Regions from separate parts of the Gossypium hirsutum genome. Here region 2 is linked to region 1. The links are chromatin contacts, called in public Hi-C maps. All regions are on one chromosome and are shown on one strand. Each heading gives the region's core, a stretch centred on a gene start, on an enhancer-like site or on the middle of the called end of the contact. The rest is flanking DNA. Distances are from core to core; before and after follow the strand shown. Region 1 holds the start of LOC121219938 (zinc finger HIT domain-containing protein 3). Region 2 holds the start of LOC107962820.

What was found. A called contact is a pair of places that touch in the nucleus more often than the background predicts.
Region 2: a Hi-C map of hypocotyl shows a contact between it and region 1, with 3 times the contacts expected there. The contact joins the promoter of LOC107962820 here to the promoter of LOC121219938 in region 1. A contact is called at or near these places in 8 of 34 Hi-C or Micro-C datasets (callus, hypocotyl, leaf and 1 more).

Annotation. Positions count from the first base shown.
Region 1 is chrD08:62,574,051-62,577,294 of Gossypium_hirsutum_v2.1, reverse strand. It overlaps LOC121219938 (zinc finger HIT domain-containing protein 3), which reads left to right and starts at 1,344. Exons shown (of 8, transcript XM_041098753.1): 1 at 1,344-1,740; 2 at 2,415-2,502; 3 at 2,592-2,623. The coding sequence starts at 2,423.
Region 2 is chrD08:62,737,426-62,740,627 of Gossypium_hirsutum_v2.1, reverse strand. LOC107962820 reads right to left here and starts at 1,603. Exons shown (of 9, transcript XM_016899353.2): 1 at 1,519-1,603; 2 at 1-533. The coding sequence starts at 1,560.

The DNA.
Region 1 (3,244 bases), core at 95-2,594:
CCAAACAGGTAAATAGACCATAGCCCCAAAAGGCAGTGCTGTAGTGGACCAAAATGAAACCAAAATAAAACTCTGGGGCTAAATTAAAAATAAAAGAAAATAACAAAAAAGGGGCAAATTGCAACGCGCTTCAAAAGCGGAAGGACCGCGCACGTAAATAACCCACCCGCACAAAAAAACGCGGACCCTGGGTCGCGGGTCGGGTCGACGCGCGGGTTATGGGGCTAAAACGGCGCCGTTTTAAATGCTATAAAAACTAAAAAAAACCCCTAAATCTCATTCTAATCTGCTTCAAAAAAAATAAGAAATAAAAAAAACAAAAACTCTCCACCTCCCCCCAACCATCCGAATGATGGCCTTCTTCGGCCTCCGCTGCGGCACCCCGTGGCCGGCGGTCAACGCCGAGAAAGAAAGGCCCTTTAGCCCTCGTTGCGGCGTCCTTGAGAGCCAAGCTCTCTCAACCCGCGAGAAAGAGGGGAATCCTCAACCCCTTTCGGATCTGAATCGGAGACGGAGGAGAAACCCTCCGACGGCGAAACCGTGGCGGTTCCCGTTGAGTCCCCTTTTATTTATTTTATTACTAATATTCTAAAAAGGAGTAGATAAAACAAAAGAAAAAAAGATCTTCTAAACAGAATGATAGAGAAAAAGAAGGGAAAACCTTCTCTGTTTTCTGCTTTGTATTTCTTTCTTTTAATGTTTTTTTTCTTTTCAAAAATCGGGACTCCCGATTACAGTGATGAAGCCCCCTATTTCATTTTACAATATTCAGCTTTATAGCCAAAGAAAGCTAAATTTTTTCTGTCTAGTCTTGTCTACTTCTGCTTTTCTTCTTGCGTGTTTGCAGGTGACCGTACGGCGATGGCAGGAGGCGTCAGACGCACATGGTAGCAGGTGGCGCGAAACTGGAGAGGCAGGGAAACCCTAGGGTTTTCTTTTTTGCTGAAATTTGTTTATGTTTTGGGCCGTTTGGGCCATTGGTCTCTTTTTTTAAATTTTGGGCTAGGTTAATAATTTTGGGTTTGTTTGGGTTAGTTGGGCCTAGTGTATATGTTTTGCTGGTATGGGCCCGGGCAAAATGGGCTTGTACAAAGACATTATCCCAAGCTGAAACTTGACATGCTCCCTCTTCAAGGCCCGTCATAAGGAAAATAAAAATCGAGATTTATTTGATCCAATATCAAATGTGAGCTACGAGTAAATAGAACAACTTTCAAAAATAAAGATATCGTTACATGAATAGTAAATGTATGAATGTGATGGACCAAAAAACCCACAATTCCTAATGAAATAGATAACAAAGTAATTTTACCCCCTTCTGCCACCCTAAATCAAATTGGCGCTCGATGTTGCACTTTGAGCCGTTGCACCGGGTGCTAAAATATGGGTATTTTGCACTCATTGAGCAAAGATGGGTTGTAATTGTATAGCGGTATGGTATCTGAAGGCAAGGCCGAACTTTGATTACGGACCCGACAAAAAAAACTTTATTCCCTAACTTATAAAGAGGCCATAGTTAAGGGTCTCTGTTCAATTAAGCCTATTAAAAACCCAAAAACCTAAATTCACGAAACCAAAATAGAAGAAAACATCCCTGCTGGCTGACCCCCGTGCTTCACCTCCGTCGCCCGTCGGCCGTTCCCCCTGCTGGTGCCAGCTTTACATTTCTCCTCTGTCCACCGGCTTCCGCCTCTACTCCTCATCTTTCGGCTGCCGCCACCGTCCGTCACTCTCTCGACGGTAACGTCTCTCCCTCAGTCGCTCTTTCTAGTTTCTGCATTAAAACAAAACTGATCTTGAACAACAGTTGAGACAGGAGAGATTAAAAAACAGCCTCCTTTTCCAAGTTCTAAGCATGAATATGAAGAAAAAAGAAACTATCATCCACTAATTTCATTGAATAATTACCGAAGCCCACAACGTGCACTGGTGTTGTTTTCAATGAGGATTGAACATTATTGGCTCCTAAGATTAGTTCTAGGATTGATTTCTTTGAATAGTTAAGTGTTTTTCATGATGTTGTGGGTTTTTCTAGTGAGTGTGCTTTGTTTGAGTTATGATTAGATTTTAGACTGTTTCTTATCCACGAATTTCCTGTGATTGATGTCTGTGTGGAAGTTTCTTCTTAGTTTCCAGGATTAATCTCGGTCTGGGATTAAATTATAATTTCAACATACTAAAGGGACTGAAATCATTATTAGACCACAATACTAACAAAAACTAACAAATAAAAGAGAAAAAAACCTTAGGAGTTTGGAAAGGAGGCAATCGTCTCTGCCCCGCCATCGTCTTACCTTTCTTCTTCCTCCAATCAATAACTACTTTTGTTTTCTTGGGTTAGTTTTTAACGCCCCAAATCAAACATTAAAAAGGTTTTTTTTTTTTTTTTTTTGCTTTGTTGTTTGGCGAAGTAGAAAAAAAAATGGGAGGTCCTTCACGGCAGTGTCAAGTTTGCAACCAAACTCAATCCAAATACAAGTGCCCATCTTGTCTTGTTCCTTAGTAAGTTCTTCAGCTCCCTTCCATTCTTTTTACAGTTTTCTTATTTCTGGGTTTTTATTTGTTTATTTTACTCTTTCATTTTTTTTCAGCTGTTCTCTGGCATGTTTCAAGACACACAAAGGTATAACACCCAACAATTCCTTTTAGTTCTCTTTTTTTCCCCTTAATTATTCTATTTCATCTTTTATTTCTTCATTTAGGTTGATAAATATTCAAATTTTGCTTGATTTTATTGCTTTTTAATCATAGGAATTTTGTTTGCCTAATCCTTTCTCATCAACTTATATTCTAAACTTCTAATAATGGTGTTGAATGTGTGTTTGCTAAAAGTACCTAACCAATTGTGTATGGTCTCAATTTTTGTAGACAAAGATTTAAAGGAAAATTTGGGTTTATTGTCCTTTTTAACTTACTTGTACTTTGCAGCTAAATTCGTAAGGTGACATTGTTATTGTGATACTAGAAATTGGGAATTAATGTGCTTTTATGAATAATGCAGAAACTCCCTGCGAGAAGTTGGAATCCGTAAAAAAAAAATCTGTTGAGAATTTTTTTCTAATCAATGATGCTTATATTTTTAATGCATTAGATGTTCTAATGATATCTTTTTATAGATTGGTACATGTTGAGAGGTACTAATTGATTTCACCTCAGGTCAATTTTCTTGTGTTGATGATGCTATAAACTCTTATGAAGTGATAAATTTGGAATTCTCTTTTTGTTTCGTAACTTTCAGCAGTAT
Region 2 (3,202 bases), core at 354-2,853, 160 kb before region 1:
GTCTCTCCCCCAACATATCTGAGTTTGCCATCGCTAGGCCTGGGCAATATTTTTCCACCAAAGCTGCAAAGAAGTTTCATTTTCCCAGATGGTGTTCCATCAGAAGCTCCCTGCCCACCAAAGTTGCTGGAACTAGTAGTGTCACATACATTACTGGGTGTAGTAGCTGGTGCGGAGACATTCAGATGGCTCCAATCACAATTCAATTCACCGAAAGCCTTCCTTGCCACTTGTCCAATATCATCATCTTCCTTCTGGTATTTACTTAATTTTTCAACACAAGACCCATTTTCACTCTCTCTAAAAGACCCTTGCGCAGAAGAAAAATCAGAAAGATCAGAAACACACTCAGAATCCATTCTTTTCAACCCAAGAATTTGGGCTAGATCCTGATACATCAGCTCTTGGTTCTGGTTTTGGTTTTGGTTTATCCCAACTCTCTTCTCATGTATCTGAGCTGCATCTGGTATAGCAGGAATCCCTCTTGTGCCAACACATTCCTTAAGAAACTCCACGGAGAATTCCTCACCTGTCTGTACAGAGATATTATAATTATTTACATTCTTTGCTATACAGGGAACAGCAGATGTATATTCTTGCTCAATCAATTGATCAGATGTGTTAGGCGCCTCCCTGATCATGTTCCTCAAACAAGTTCCTGGGTCAATGTACTTGCATAAACAATGTCTTAGCTTAGCTCTTCAAGCCACTCTTTTCCAGTTCAACCCATCAACCAGTAAAGCATAATCAAGATATTCTCATTTCAGCTAACATTCACAACCTCTCAGTCAAAATCTAGTATTCCCCTATGCATTACCTCCAAGTAATAATAGCTTAAACATCAAATCAAAACCAACAGACTTTCACACATCAGTAACTTCCTATCTCTACTATTTGCATCCCAATTTGCCTCAATCATGTAACAAAAGGAAGATCACTTCCACTTTTACATAAATTAGGTACAATTTATTCACAATATATTAGCATCTCTCGATCCAAGGCCAAATTTTAGCTAAATTTCTAAGTATGCAAATGCCTCTCTCGTCTACAGATTCCAGAATCAATCAGATCACCTTAGATCCAAACGAAGAAATATGCAAAACCAATCTAAAAACGAAAAACAAAACACTAAAATCTTATGTTTCAAGATCGTCGCTCAGGATTACGTATACCGAAACCTAAAAAAAAAAAAAACAGCAAATATATATAAAAAAAAAACATAATCAGCAAAGTTTCAACCGAAATTCAGTGGCATATCCATCAAAATTTTAAAAATATTAAACGAAATTACAACAAAATTAAAATAACAGTACCAGAAAATTCATCTGCTTCATAAAATCCATGTTTTGAGTCCTTGAGCTGACAATTTTTTTAGATTGGATCGAGAGAGGCAAACATTACAAAAAGAAAATAAACCAAAAAAAAAGCCTATAGAAGAAAAAAAAGTAGAAAAATAAAAGGAAAATAAATGATAAAAGATGAGAAATTGGAAATGGTGGAGAAGAGAGCGAAGCTTACGGCTGCAACTGGTGACATTCTTGAGCCTGCGAGAGCAGACATTGCCGAGAATTAAGCTTTCGCGTTAAAATTAATAATATTATTATAATAATAAATAAATATTAATTAGTTAAAATATTATTTTCTTTTAACCATTTTTCAGTTTTAAGTAACTTAACGGTTTTTTTCTAGGTATATTATAAAATAAGATGTAATATTATAATTATATTATATCCTACGTGGAGTTTTGGTATTTGAAAGGATTAATATACCATTTGGTACTTGATTTTGACATAAATATTTAATTTGGTACCTAAGTTTATTTTTGTCCCAATTTGGTACTTGAGTCTGGCTTTAATATTTGCTTTAGTACCTTGAATTTTTTTTTTCAGTTTGATACTTGAGTTTTGTTTCCCAGTTAAATACCTGAGTTTGACTTTAATATTCAATTTAGTATTTGAGATTTTTTTTATCTCAATCAAATACCTATGATGTTGTTTATTAGAGCATACATGTCAAATATTCATCAAACCATATGATATTGTTTGGTCTAAGTACCTAATTGAACATTGAAACCAAATTCAGATACTAAAATGAGAAACTTAGGTATCAATTTGAACATTAAAAATATATTCAGATACTAAATAGTATATTAACCCTATTTGGAAAAATTTGCTTCCCTGTCCTTTTCACAAGTTCACCCTCCCAAATATTTTGAATTTTTCTTTATAAAGTATATCTTTCTTTGGTTTGGCATATAATATATATTATTTAATCTTAAAACAGGAAAGGTTACTATAAATCTCATCCAAATATAATATATGTTATTTTTCTAATAAATCTTACAATTAGAGTTTTATCAAATATACATAAATATAGATTGAGTCTTAATTCGATTGGTATAATTATTGTTGTCAATGTAAGATGACTTTGTTTCAAGCCTTTTGAAGCATATTATATTCTTATTTATAGGTTGGGGAGGAATTATGGGTACTGAAGCATATTATTCTCTTATTTATAGGTTGATGAAGAGTTATGAGTAGTTTTAGACATTATCTCAAACAAAATAAATATGAGCAGAACTTATAATATGATTTTGACACATAAATAAACTTGTGAATAAGTTTTATTTGTGTTTATTTTATTTAATAAACAAATCTGAAAAGCTTATTCTTACATGTTTATTTAATTCGATAAAATAAGAAAAACATGGACAAATGAAAATGGAATTATTCGTAAGGGTGAGACGAAACCTAGGAAGAAATAATTGGCCTTAAACTGGACGGCAGAGATTGTCGTTGCTGCCATGATTTTCTTTAGCACCAACCAACCTCTTCCACAAGTTTTACAATGATGTTATACGACAACGCTTTGTTCTATTGATATAGTTGTCCACGTCCTTATGACATCACTTCGTTGTCCTCCACTACTTCAATTGGATGATTCTTCCCAACTTGGTCTAATTTCATTTTTGTCCCTATTAGACATTAGTGCTTCAATTTCACAATTTTCCTTAATTTTAGTACCTCATGATATGATATTTTAAATTTGTATCATATCATCATTTGAACTTTTTAAGCGATGGCGTGACATAATATTAGAGTGTCATGACATCATATAGATTAATATTGGGAAAAAATATCAAGTTTAGTCACTAAAGTGGATAAAAAAATTTCAAGGACCAATTTAGAAAATTTTGTTAAAT